Regions from separate parts of the Mus musculus genome. Here region 1 is linked to region 2. A link is a contact called in public HiChIP or PLAC-seq data. All regions are on one chromosome and are shown on one strand. The core of a region is the stretch at or near the end of the contact, and the rest is flanking DNA. Distances in the headings are between cores, read along the strand shown.

Region 1 (6,607 bases), core at 2,474-4,973, 250 kb before region 2:
GATTTACAGATGTTTATGTCCTTGGAAAGATTTCACTTCTCACGGTCATCAATTTGTCCATCCAGGGATCCATAATTAAATAAGAAAACAGTAAAAATTCCATATATGAAGGGGCCACATTATGTAGTGATGAGAAACATTTAACTAAACTTGTTGAGTTTGCCTTGAGTGAGTTTTTATCCAAAGTCTCCTCCCCCAGGAAAATAGTTGCATTTATTTTGATAAAAATAGCAAGGCCAATAAACTGAAGCTAAAGACTTGTAAAAGTCTTAAAACACTGAGCACTGAGTCTTAAAATAACTTAGTCTGTCAAAGTACTTGCTTAGCTTGTGAGGTACCTGGGTTGCCACCGGGGTGGGGGTGGGGTGGGGGGTGGGGAGGAGCTAGGTTAGGCATGAATGAAGAAATGAAGTCTTATATGTTCTGTATTCTTCTGAAGTCACATATATTGCAGTTTTCAAACAATAGCCTGACTTTTCTGACACACTTCCCTTTGTGGGAAGGGTTTGCGTCCTTTCCCTTTCAATCTGGTCTCTGTGACTGCTTAAGCAATATATTATTGCACAGATCACACCACCATAGGGTGCTCTTTCTGTAAATCTCTCTCTCTCTCTCTCTCTCCCTCTCTCTCTCTCTCTCTCTCTCGGCGCGTGTGCGTGCACACGTGTATACACACACACACACACACACACACACACACACACGAGCTCAATGTGTGTGAATTCAGGCAGGCATTATGGAGTTTTAGAGGACAACCTCTGGTGTTGGTCCTCACAGGGTCTCTGTTTACCTTTGGACACCAGGATGTCTCCATCTCCCATTTCATTGGAGGAATGCTGGGACTACAAAATCAAGCAGGGTACCTAGCTCCTCGCTCTTCTGGGGTATGGCGCTCTGGAGTCAGAGCCTCGTGATTGTGTGTCAAGTGCTTAATTTCCAGCCTCCCCCACCCCCTTGAGACAGAATTTTGCTGTGGGGACCAGAGTGGCCTTGAGGTTAGTATCCTCTCTTCTCCTGAGTGCCGAGGTTGCAGGGATAGGCTGCACCTGGCTCCATTCAGGGTTTGCTTAATACAGGTGAGCAGGCCCAGGAGCATTTATAGATCTAAACTGCTACTCAAAGAAAGAGGCCAAAAAGGCTTTGGGGAATCTTTAAGCTGGGAAAACTCTTCTGAATCTGCTTCTAGGCTTAGGCTTTAAGTAACTGGCAACTTCCATTTCCTCTCTCTTGGGATGCTCAGCTCTTGGCCCAGAGCCACCATGCTGTAAGGAATCCCAAGCCACCCTGTGGTGCGGCCCACATGGAGGAGAAGCACAGGCCTGCCAGCTCTGAGCGTGCACCATCCTGAGAGTGGAGCTCAGTGCAGCTCCCCTGACCCACATGACACCACAGCATGCTCTGGGCCCCACACTAGATTCTGAGCCAAATAAATGAGTCTTGTTTTAGACCACCAACCCCGGGGTACCTTAGTAATAAGTAACAAAGTAACTTAGACATAGCAGAGTGCACAGATCTTAAAGGTTCTTTTCATATGTTTATAAAACCATGTAATTGTTAACTAGGCTGCATAGAGAAGGTCCGCATCTTTCTAAGACAGTTCTCTTGACAAATAGTACCTGGACTCTGATTCTACTGATTACTACTACTACTACTACTACTACTACTACCACTACCACTACTACTTTTTTGCAAAGATGTTTCTAAACTTAAGTGAATGCAAAACACTCTCTTCAGCATACTGATGAAGTCAGTAACTGTCTCTGATGTGGAGGCCAGGAGAGTGGAAGGTCGGTGGAAGACAGGCAGACTTCAGTCTGTAGCCACTGGATAGTAGGTTGGCAGGAAGAAGCTGATCTGCTCTTAAATCTGTCAGCAAAGCCGCCTTGTAAAAAACCAAGCCCAAGAGGCAAGCGCAAGAGCATGGGCTGCTCTCTCAGTACCTGTGATCCACCTGGGATCGGAGCACCCCAGGCCCAATTTGTCCCTATCCCAAACAACAGAGGCCAATAAAGGCTTCGGGGAATCTTGAAACTGGGTGGAGAGAGGACCCCTCCCTCACTTCCCAATCTGCTTCACCAATTGCTTTACTCCAAACTGTGGGCTGATTTCCATTAATCACACTTGGCCCTAATTACCCTGGAGCAACCATTCTTCCCCTGGCCTGGAGCTGGAATTTTAAGGGGCTATTGACAAAGCAGGTCCGTGGGTCTAAACAATAGTGGTAGCTTCAGGAAAAGGCTGGGTGAGGTGTCCATCCCCGGTCCTTTCCATCTACACTATGGAAGTTCCAGGCCTGCTGGTGATCTCCCCAGGTAGGAACCTGAGTTCCTCCACTAAATAGATTTTCCTTTTGTTGTCACATTAATTTGCAACTCATTAATAGTGACAGAAGTGAGGTACTGCAACGATGTCATTTGCATATTCATGAGTGACTTATTATTAAACAAATAAGATTTTCCTATCTTCGCAGCACCCAAAGTAAGGCTGAACAGCACATTACACCGGCCCCGTGCTTTATTCTCTCTTTAATATGTTAATAGATGCAGTTGATTTCTTTAAGTAAATACGCATCTATAAAACAACACGTACTTTATAAAAAAGAAATTTAAATAATAATCCATTAGCAAAGTTGGCAACAATTTAAGAGGAACAACCCATTAATACTAACGCGTGGGAATCAATTTGCGAATTTTTAACTCGGGTGGTGGGTTGCGGACGATTGAGGGGGAGGACTGCAAGTGTTGTGTGAGCTTAAAAAAAAAAAAACATTTTAGTGAGTTTCAGGAGACAAGGACTGAGATCCTTTCCATGTTTCGGGTGCCGGCTCCCCGGAGGTGGAAAACTGTCCGAGTCTTCACCTCCACACCTGCCTTTTCCCTGCGTCCTCTGGAGATCCGAGCCGTGGGCTGACATCTAGCACGTGGCTTTCCACCGGGCCCCTAGGCTGCCCAGCAGCACAGAGTTAGGCGGGGTGGGGGTGGGGCAAGGCCTGGCGTCTAAGCGCCTCTCCTCCCGGGGCTGAGGCTGGGGCTCTCCCCTCCTGCCCTCCATCCCTCGACACCGGCTTCATCACAGCCGGTTCTTTCCAGCTAGGGTCAGGGTGGCCTCCCCCCGCGGTGTCGCGGAGCTCAGGGCCAACCGCGCACCCTTATCTCGGCCGAGTCAGACACTCGCCGCGCGGAATCTGTTGACATTTACTATTGTTCGCAGGAGTCCGGAGCGCCGGGCGGGAGCGAGCGGGCGGGCGGGCGGGGCGAGCCGAGGGAGGGCCGCAAGTGGGAGGCCTGCGCTCCACGTGTGTGCGCGCGCGCGCGTGCTCGCCGGGGGGGTGGGGAGGGCCGTCTGCCTGGAAAATAAAAGTGGCCGGCGGGCCCGGAAGCTTCCAAAGCCGGCTGAGCGGCCCACGCCGGGAATTGAAGTGGTGGCGCGCGGGGGTGGGGTGGGGGGAGGTGGGTGCAGGAAGGAAGACTGGGCAAGCGGGCCGTGGGCTCGGCGGGGGAGGGGTGGGGACAGCTCCAGCCGCACGGCCCCCGGTGACCCACAGGACACAAGTGCATTTGTGCCTAGCCGTGGTAGGGATTAAAGTGCCATACGGCCCGAGCGAGGGGGGCGAGGCGGGTAGAAAACAACCAGCGCGCACAAAGCGCGCATTGTTCCAGCCACCTCCATTATGCCGCGCTGCAGCCAAGAGCCTGTTTCGCAACTGCCGTCCCGGCGATTGGGCGCGCGCGCGTACACACACACACACACACACACACACACACACACCTCCCTGACCAAGGCAGGGTGCACTCCATCGGGACTGGGAAGGGCTGCCCGGGTGGGTTGTGAGTAATGGGGACTCGCGGGTATCTTGAAGAGCTCGGCTGAGCTCTTTATCGGTTTTCGTCCTCGTCTTCTCGGCACTTTTCGTTTTTTTCTGGCTCCTGCCCCGAGCGCACCCCGGAGCGAGGAGCTTCCCCTGGGGAGGAGGCGACGGCGGGGGTGTGAAGTGGAGAGGGCGCGCTCTCAACCGCTGTCACCCGCGGATCGCAGCCCCAGGCGCACAGCGCTCGCCTGCTCTGCTGAAGACACGTGCGCAGCAGGAACGGGGACAGCATCCTTGCTTTCCAAGGAGAGGCTCCGGGAGCACCCACTCCAAGGCTTCCTGGCACTCTGGGACTTCCCCCTGTCGGGAGCGGAAGCTGTGGAATCCCGCACAGCGCTGCCTGGCCTGCCCGGGCGTGCGTGCCAAGTGGGCCAGCTCAGTCTCCTTTACACTAACCACACAGGGCCCAGGCCCTGGCCTCCTCTCTCTGTGGCATCAAGCGCCCTGCTTAAGCACGCTGAGAGGGAATTTAAGCCTGGGCAGCAACAGAAGAAGGTTCCCTTCTCCTTTGGGTGCAGAGTAGGGGGAGGACTAGAAGCCACCCCACTTTCCAGACCCCCTGCTGAGCCCTCTTGGTGGGCAGGTGGGGATCGAAGGCGCCCAGGCTCCGCAAGCTAGCGAAGTCTGGTTTCCTTTACGTTTTACAAGCTATAAATAAACTTCCCCTTGGGCGGATGAGCGCTGCGTCCAAGGGCGGCTTCCCGCCGAATCCGGCGGGCGGTTTACGATCTGGGCCAGGAGCTGGTCTTACGGCGGCCTGAGCCTAGGGTGGGGCGATGGCTCAGGGAAAGCTCAGAGGTCGTCCAGGAGTGGTCGAGTGACCCTCCTCTTCCCTGCGGGGCTGAGGCGCCTCAGCTCTGAGGGCTGGGGGTGGAGCCAGTTGATTTATGAGCCGTCACCCCACCCCGCCCCTCCCGTTTCACTTGTTTTCCTCATCTTCTCTAGCTCAAGCCCTGTTCCCAAAGCCTCACCCCGCAACCCTGCCCAGTGAGGGTTTGGCAACACCGGGCGGCTAGAGCACTGGCCGAGGGGCCCCGGGCGAGGAAGGGGGTGCAAGGGTGTGGGTGAAGCCTTTGGTGTTTTTTCATCCCTCCCACCCCACTCCCGTACCTCCTCCCAGAGCAGGCTAGCCAGCCTAGCCGGACAAAGCTGGGTGGCCAAAAAGCCTGAGAGGCTGAGATAAAGGGCTGGCCTCTAGGGGTGGGAAAATCCCAAGCGTTTGGGGTAGATCCCTGACTTTCTCAAGGTCACCGGGCGGGGGACTGGAACCATTGGCTCATACCAGAGCAGAAGCCATTGCATCAATCAGTTAACACCTTGCAAAGGTCTCCATCTCGCCGCCTCTTTAAGGGTGTTCAGTTTCCCAAGGAAGTACATAAAAGACAGGGCAAGGAAGGCACCGTGGGTCCCAAGACTGCTTTTCGTCATCGAGGGTTTGCTCTGCTTTGATGCTCACACTCACACTGTCTAGGTGGGAGGCCTGGCCTCCAACACACACGTGAGGACGATGTCTGTATGTGGGCCTAGATAGGAAGTGAAGAGTTGGAGGTGACTCAGGTAGTTGGCTACCTTCTTTCCATCTGAGATTTAGGAGAGGTGAGTTGGGAAAGCTCAAGAGAAGGCCCTCCTTAGCCTGGAACAACATCGTCCCTTTGCCCTCTGTTTGTTTAGCGCTTCCACTTAGCCTCCGCAGCTGGTGGCAGAGGGATTCCTGGCAGCATTAATCTCAGGACAGGATCCTAACCTTGATCCCTGGGGACACCCTCTCCCTCTCCATTCTCTGAGCCAAAAGTCACAGCGTACTAGTGCCCTACCACCATCACCTAACCGGACCAGGGGGAAGTTGGGGGGGTCTATAAAAGGGGACCTTTGGCAAGGTCTCCATTGTTCCTCGGGGGCTGGGAAGCTGACTCACTCTGAGCACAGAGCGATGCAGAGTGTTTTCTCGGCAGCCTTTCCCCGAGTGCTTTATTTAGACAGGCTTTATTTACAGTACACATGTTTTCGGCTCGTTATTCTGGAGGCGGGAATGGAAACTGGGCAGAGCTGTTTTCCCCCGTGAGCGGCGCCTTTAGAAGGGGTTGAGGATCCGGAGCCTTGAAGGATCCCGCTCTCGTTGGGCTCTCGTAGTCCTCAGTGAGATCCTATTTAAGAAAACTGAATGGAGCAGAAAAGGGTGCTGGGAGACCCACAGCGGGCCAACCCTCCCACAGTACTCTCTTACACCTGCATGACAGCAGGAGGGGAGGGCAGTGAGATATCTTGGTGACAAGAGTTCAGAGTGGGCCATAGAAGGTCACAGGACCAACAATCCGTTTAGTGTGAAAAATCTGAAGCCAGTCTGTTCCTGGAGCTTCTTCGTTTGCTTTGGACCTCCGGAGTTCCCTGGCCTTCATCCCCTTTGGTTCTGTTAGTAGTCTTGTGGCTGCTCCAGCTGGAGGGCCTCTGGTTGCCAGCCTGCAGTCAAGACAGATTTTTGGCAGCCTCTCAGTAAGTAGGGTGGTCCAGTTAGGGACTGCAGGAAATTGTTTGAGCTAGATTAAATATTTTACAAAACCTTTTTTTTTTGGGGGGTGGGGGCTATGGTTGACTTCAAGTTGGCAATGTTAAACCAAACAAAAGTTAAAGCGGTCTCTCTTCTGACTTTTAAGGTACGGTTCAGAGAAACGGAGGGAGTAGTGCTCTTTAGAGGAAACAAATTTAATGGCTTTTCCTCTTATTTTTCTCTACATCCTTCTC
Region 2 (6,727 bases), core at 920-3,419:
CGGTGAGCTGATATTGAAGAGGTAAGCTTAGCCATTAGAAAATTCCACTGGACCGATCTTCCCTCCTGGAAGAGACAGGCCAGAGAGCACATAGACCAGAAGGGAGAGGCTGAGTAAGCCCCTACTACCTCATTCCCTAGAGACCAATCAGTTTAAAGGGTGCACTATTCTGCCAATCCTATTGTGCCTAGTTGCTGATGCTCTATTCCACCCCTGGAAACCATATAAAAATTTGCTGAATGGGCCATTGGGGGTCACCGCCTCTTCTTCAGGTCTGGGACGACCCCAGTGCACTGGAACAATAAATTCCTCTTGCTTTTTGCATTGATTCCAGCTCCACGTGGTAAGCTAAGGCTTGCCAGAGTCTTACAATATGAATTGGCTTTAGAACATGATGACACTGGGGCCGTGGACTCCAGTACAAAGGGGAAAGAATTGGTGGAATCAAGCTAGCACACACACATTGACTTTAGAAGGAGAGAGCAAGTGAGCCGTTCACATGCATGTGTACAGAATAAAAACGGACTGATGGATATACACCCAAATGTTACCAGTGATTATTTCTTGGTCATAGGATTAAAGGTGATAATAATGAAATAATTAGTTTTGCTTATCTGTAGTATCCACATTTTCTAAAATAGATATGCATTACTCTTGTAATAAAAAAATGATAAAAAAATCTACAAACGTCTAGGAAAAGTTAGGGCAATCTTGAAAAGCCTAGGGTTTAGATGTGCAAGTTGCTACATGCCATGAATAATTTACAAATTAAATTGATTTTAAAGCACAGCTAAAATAAATTTGATAAGATGGGCCACAGTTACGTTCTTTCTTATCATTCACATTTGTACATTTTATAGTCAATGAAGAGTGACAGCCACTATTTAGAATTCTAGTGAAGAACAGTCATAACTATTTGTCACCTGCTCAGCATCTAAACAATGGTCTGCCTGCTCACCTGCCCAGCCTGTGCAAGAGTGGGGGGGACCTGGAATCCACACTAAATAACAGTGTCTAAGCACAGAGGCAGCAAGGAGGATAGACAGTCTCTTTGGAGAACTAATGAAAACAGTAAGGACAGGTTTGTAAGCATTAGCCAGGCTCTAGTGAAGGACAGGATGCAGGAATTAAGGCATGAATCAAAAGCCCCAGTCACAAAGAGGAGGCAGGGAGCATTTCAGACTGAGGTCCCAGAGGGACCCTTGGGAGTGGCAAGTTACATCAGTGCCAGGTGATCATGAACCTAAGAACCTCCTAAGGATCCTGGGTCCAGGTGCTAAACAGACACCTTCTAACACTGTGGACTGATCGACAAGACCCAGACACTGAACTGAGGTGCTTGCTGTTCCTTTATTGTAATCAAAGTTTTAGGCACCATCTTCCCCATGAGGGCAGGGAGGGGAAGGCTCAACTTTTTCTTTGTCTGGAATGAAAAAAGTGAAGAGCCTCAGTTGGGTTACATTCAGTGACACCCCCAGGGACCCTGGCTGCCTTTTCCATCTCCAATGGTATTAAGGCTCATCCTTACCCGTGGTGTGCTTCTGAGGGTCTCTGGAGGTGCTGGAGAACCTGCATTTCTAATAGGCTCCCAGTGTCACTGAGATATTTATTGGTTGGTGGGCTACAGAGAGCAGCAGGTTGAAGGCAAAATGGCTCACTAGGACTGTCTGTCTCCATCCCTCCTCCCTCCCCCTCCCCCACCCTTCTCCCAGGTTAGGTTCTGATCAACCGCAGGGCCCTGCAGGCCACAGCTGGTCCTGCTGATGGCTTTTGCAATGCGCCTAGCTGTTGCTCTGGAGGAAGCCACCGGGGTGAGTTCCCCACATCCCTTCTTCCTGTTTTGGTATTCAGTTTCTCTCCTGGCCTGTCTTTTCTTTGCCTCCCTCCTCTTTTCCTTCTCTGCACGCCTTCCTCTTTGCCTCGTCATTACTGCAGGAGATTTATTTTTAGAGTCAAGGCCACAGAGTTGCAGATTCGGCAAGGGCCTAAAACAAATCGACAAACGGAAAGTGTTTGTCTTTGAAGCCGGTGTGAATGAGGGGCCTGCTAGCTGGGCCTGTCAATATGCTCTTATCTAGGCTTGTTTTCTGAGTCACCCACGTGGGTTGGCTTTCTTCCTCCTCCCAGATCAGAAAAGAGGTTGAAACACAAGAAGCAACTGAAATCTCATTTCGCCCCTGTGAGATCTTGGCAGATGCAGCTCTTAGCTGACCACCTCCACAGCGCTAGGCATGCCCACAATAGAGGCAAACAGAAATGAGAGAAAGTTGGGCTACATCCGTTTTCTTTGCATCTGTAAGTGAAGCCTTGATGTTGGCCGTCTAGGAGGGTTGGGTGACAGCAACTGGGGTGGGAGGTGGGAGGTGGGAGGTGGAGGGGTGTCAGAGTTTTTCTGAGTCCTGTCCTCAGGAGCTACAGAACCAATGTGCTGGATAAGCCACTTACACCACTGCCCTGATCCTTTGTCCTTTCAAAGGTCCGACTGGTAAAGTTAGCGCTAAATTCTTCCTAGGCTTTCTGCCAAGTAGGTCTTTCTGGCTGGCTACCTCCTGTGCTTCTCCTAAACCTCACAGGGCCAGGAACCATGGCAATCCCTTCCCATCGCTCAGGCCTCCCATGTGCTCCCTGGAACATTAGTCTGCTCAAACTCTACACAAAGAGTTTAGATGTGGCCTTTTTGTATTTCAGAGGCCAGTGGATTTCTATGAGTTACGGGCTAGTCTGGTCTACGCAATGAGTTTCAGGCCAGCCAGGGCTAGCTTCTGTCTTTAAGACGCTGTCTTAAAACAGCAGCAGCAGCAGCAGCAACAACAACAACAACAACAACAAAACTGAAAACAACAACAAAAAATGAAAACAAATTTGCATTTAGAGTGTGTGCAATACAGGAATTTTGTGGTGTCTCTGAGAACAATGGGACCTTTCTCAGGAAGCTAGAGTTCTGGAAACTCCACAGCTATCCAAGACACCCTGAGTCAGTGGCGTTTGGGTTCTTGTCTTGAGAATTTGAAGAATGAAATCCATAGACGCAGAGGGTGAGTTTTAGAGAGTGGTCTATTTATTATAGATTCTTAGGTGACAATGGGGGTGGGCACATAACAGCACAGAGCTTGTGTGTAACAGGAGGGGTCCCAGGAAACAGGGCAACATCAAGCTTCTAGTCTGGGGCCTTTTCTAAGGACGGCAGAAACTGGGGTGGGGTATGGGGAAGGGCATGGTCAGTCTAGCTGTTCCATTCCAGGTGCCCAGGGGCTTCCTCTCAGTTCCAGCCACGTGTTTATGAGGCTGGTGGATGTGGCCGTACCCATTCATTCTTACCAGTATTTCTCTTTCCTTCTTTCCTTCTTCTTTCCTTCCTTCCTTCCTTCTTTCCTTCTTTCCTTCTTTCCTTCTTTCCTTCTTTCCTTCTTTCCTTCTTTCCTTCTTTCCTTCTTTCTTCCCTCCCTCCCTCCCTCCCTCCCTCCCTCCCTCCCTCCCTTCCTCCCTTCCTTCCTTTCTTCCTTCCTGACAGAGTTTCTCTGTGTGACAATGCTGGCTGTCCTTGAACTCATTCTGTAGACCAGGCTGGCCTCAAACTCACAGGGATCCTCCTGACCCTGCCTCCCGAGTGCTGGGATTAAAGGCGCGCACCAATACTGACCAGCGACCAGTATTTCTTGAGAACCTGCTATGTTCTGGTCTCAGGTTTAGGCATAAGGATTGAGTGATGAAGAAGGCCGCCCCTATCCTCAGTATTCTTCCACTCCAGTGGGGAGGCTAGATAGCAAACAAAGCCATGGATGGATGTCTCAGCAGAGCCAAGCAATGGAAAAGCTATGTGGAGCTCTTTAAGGCATGTTGGCTAGGGAAGGGCTTGTTATGTGTGCGTCAGCTGAGGATCATTGCCTTGCACATACTAAGCAGTTGCTCTACTGTTGAGTTTCGTCTCTAGTTTATTTTCTTAGAAATAGGGTCTTGCGAATCAATTTTTAAAATTTTCATATGTATAAGTGTTTTACCTGCATGTATATTGTTGAGCCACCTGCAGGTAGCACCAGAGGATACCAAAACAGATCATTGGATCCCCTGGAAGAGGAGTTACCAATGGTTGTGAACCACCATGTAGATGCTAGAGATGGAATCCTGGTTTTAGCATCTGGTCATAACCTCTGAGCCATCTCACCGCATCTCCCCTTTGTTTTAATCTAGGGTCTCACTATGATGGCCACATTAGCCTCAAACTCAAGCTCTTCCTGCCTCAGCCTTCCAGGTGGCTAGCATTATAAGTATTTCTGAACCTGCTTGGGACAAGGTTTCGAGTAGAGACCTAGACAAGATGAAGCAGATGGGAGCAGGGAGGAGTGGTCGGGTGGATAGACAAGCTAGTGTAAAAGTCTTGGGATTGGACTACATTTCGAGAGTTCAATGAAAAAGCTGGTGTGGTAGGATCAGAGGGCCCCATTTGTAGAGAAGGTTGATATGGGGTCCGGTTAGCAGGCAGGGCCAGGCTGTAAAGGTCTTGTAGGTCATAGTGAAAAGTTTGTCATTTTTTTTCTTGAGTATAAATGTTTCATTGTTCTCTTGAGATAAAGCCTCTTTATAAAGCGTACGCTGGCCTAATCTGCTATCTGACCACCTCTACCTCTCAAGTGCTGGGCTTACAAGCACGCCTGGCCAGTGCTGGAGTCGCAACCTCTGACAGCGGCCAGTTACCGAGAGGACATGTAACAAATGCCCACTGCAACCTTTCTTCAGATATGCTCAGCTCAGGAACTGTGGTGAGCCACAGGGACTCCTGTTTGGAGGGAGGGCTCTGGTTCCAGGCTAGCTCTCTTGTCTTTGTCTCCCACAGTGATGTAAGGAGCCTAAGCCATGTACTTCCAATACCACAAAGTTGGCTATGCGTTTCTGTCATCATGGACTAGACTCTGGAAGTGGGGACCAGGAGAAGAAGCCTTAGCTCTCTCTTCATTAGTTTCTGTGAGGGATTTGGGGATAGCAACACAACCACAACATAGAAAGAGGTCTGCTACTGTAGGGCTCAATAATATTTATTGAATGGATGAATCAAGCCAAGAAGATTAGTCATCTCGATCTTCCCAAACCTGCTTAGGTGACTTCCCGTTAGCTTTTTGGAGCTGCCCAGAAACCTTTTAATTATATCTTTCCAAAAGTTTACCATATCACATAAACTAGTTTTTCATATGAAACCAAAAGTTTTTTTGTTTTGCTTTTTTTTTGTTTGTTTGTTTTTTAAGACAGGGTCTCCCACCAGGCAGTGGGGCACATGCCTTTAATCCCAGCACTTAGGAGGCAGAGGCAGGAGGATTTCTGAGTTTGAGGCCAGCCTGGTCTACAGAGTGAGTTCCAGGACAGCCAGGACTACACAGAGAAACCCTGTCTCAAAATGCCCCCCCCCATAAAAAAGACAGGGTCTCCCTAGCTGACCTGATACTCAATATATAGACCAAGATGGCCTCAAATTCACAGAGATCCACCTGCCTCTGCTTCTTTAGTGCTGGAATTATAGGTATGTGCCACCACACCCAGCTCAACCCAAAGACTTTTTACTAGGATAATAGTGTAGCACTGAATTCTGGAGCAGGGACATTCTGTTTTCATTCCAGCCATCTGCTTATCCTATTGAGTTTCTAAGAGTACATTTCCCAGGATTCTTTGAAGTTAGGTTGGGGCCATGTGACATAGCTGTAGCCTATGGAAAGTGAATAGAAGTGATGTTGAATCATAACTTCTCCCATTTCAGGTCCCTCCATTTCTTCTTTCCATTCTCTTTTGACCTTGCAAGTCACCTGTTGAAGTTGGTAGTGCCATTTCTAAGAGATAGAAGAAATCTGAAGTTTAGATTAATGAATTATCTTGGGGTAGGCTGTTTTTAGAATTGCTGCTAGGAATGGGATGTGAGCAAGAAATACACTTTTGCATATGAGGACTAACTGAAGGACCTTGTATCTCAGGCAGGCTTGTAGACTTCAAATGCAGTAGGGAAGTTGCCTCAGGGTGGGGCAGGCTCCATCTGGAAAGCACCCTTGGGCACTGTTGGTGATGCTGCTAGGAAATAAAGGAGGTCCACTCTTTACCCCAACCCCTTTCCAGAATTTCTCAGAGTCTTTAAGTGAATTTTGTCACAGCCTTTCTAGCTCCACAAGCCACAGAGCATCAGTGTGGTGTGTGCAAAGGTTGCTGAAAATGGGTAGCCACAGTGTGATCCCTCCATTTCATAAGATGGTGACTTTGACTGCACAGTACTGGGGAAAGGACTGGCCTGATGGTTTGGAGCTGTGGATTCTAGACCTATGTCTGTGCCACATGAGAAGGGCATGGTCCCTCTTTCAGCCAGTGTCTTGGTTTGCAAAGTGAAAATGGGGGTAAAAGATGGGAAAAGAGATGAGTTTTGGAGATGGTGTCTAGGCCTAATAGCCTGTAATGCTGCATCTATCTGCATCTCTGATGGCAGGAGAATCCATGTAGTTTTGGAAATGAAACCAAAACATCCACAGGTAGTCTTTGTCTCGAGCCCTGCAGCTAGAGCCAACATTGGGCTGTATCGGTAAGCTTGCAGGGCTGGGAACAAAGATAACCTGTGGATGTGCAGCCTTCCATAGTCCTGGTGGGGACAGAGGCCCAGGGTTGGGCTGCTATAGGAGAAAAAAGGCCCAAGTCAAACATTGCACTGCTGTTATATTTGTGACCCAGACTGACCATTGCTGTGGAAGGCCAAACCAGGGAG

Evidence for each region. HiChIP or PLAC-seq counts read pairs in DNA pulled down with a chosen protein or histone mark.
Region 1: a contact with region 2 is called in an H3K27ac HiChIP or PLAC-seq map of T-cell acute lymphoblastic leukemia, with 3 times the contacts expected there. The contact joins two enhancer-like sites. A contact is called at or near these places in 1 of 15 datasets of contacts at CTCF or cohesin (pro-B cells), 7 of 484 Hi-C or Micro-C datasets (the C10 cell line, the C2C12 cell line, the G1E-ER4 cell line and 4 more) and 3 of 115 datasets of contacts at active chromatin or transcription factors (CD8 T cells, T-cell acute lymphoblastic leukemia and large pre-B cells).

What each region holds. Positions count from the first base shown.
Region 1 is chrX:12,003,902-12,010,508 of GRCm38.p6, reverse strand. It overlaps Gm34301 (a long non-coding RNA gene), which reads right to left. Exons shown (of 4, transcript XR_003953093.1): 4 at 5,773-6,325. Among named protein-coding and RNA genes, the nearest start is that of Gm34301, 5.1 kb to the right of the region's middle. Within about 2 kb of position 3,723, at least 320 of the 459 cell types and tissues checked have an H3K27ac peak or open chromatin away from gene starts, as enhancers often do. A contact at or near this core is called in the C2C12 cell line, CD8 T cells, the G1E-ER4 cell line and 3 more, where this site is marked.
Region 2 is chrX:11,748,548-11,755,274 of GRCm38.p6, reverse strand. No RefSeq gene overlaps it. Among named protein-coding and RNA genes, the nearest start is that of Gm26314, 99 kb to the left of the region's middle. Within about 2 kb of position 2,169, at least 105 of the 459 cell types and tissues checked have an H3K27ac peak or open chromatin away from gene starts, as enhancers often do. A contact at or near this core is called in the C2C12 cell line, CD8 T cells, the G1E-ER4 cell line and 3 more, where this site is marked.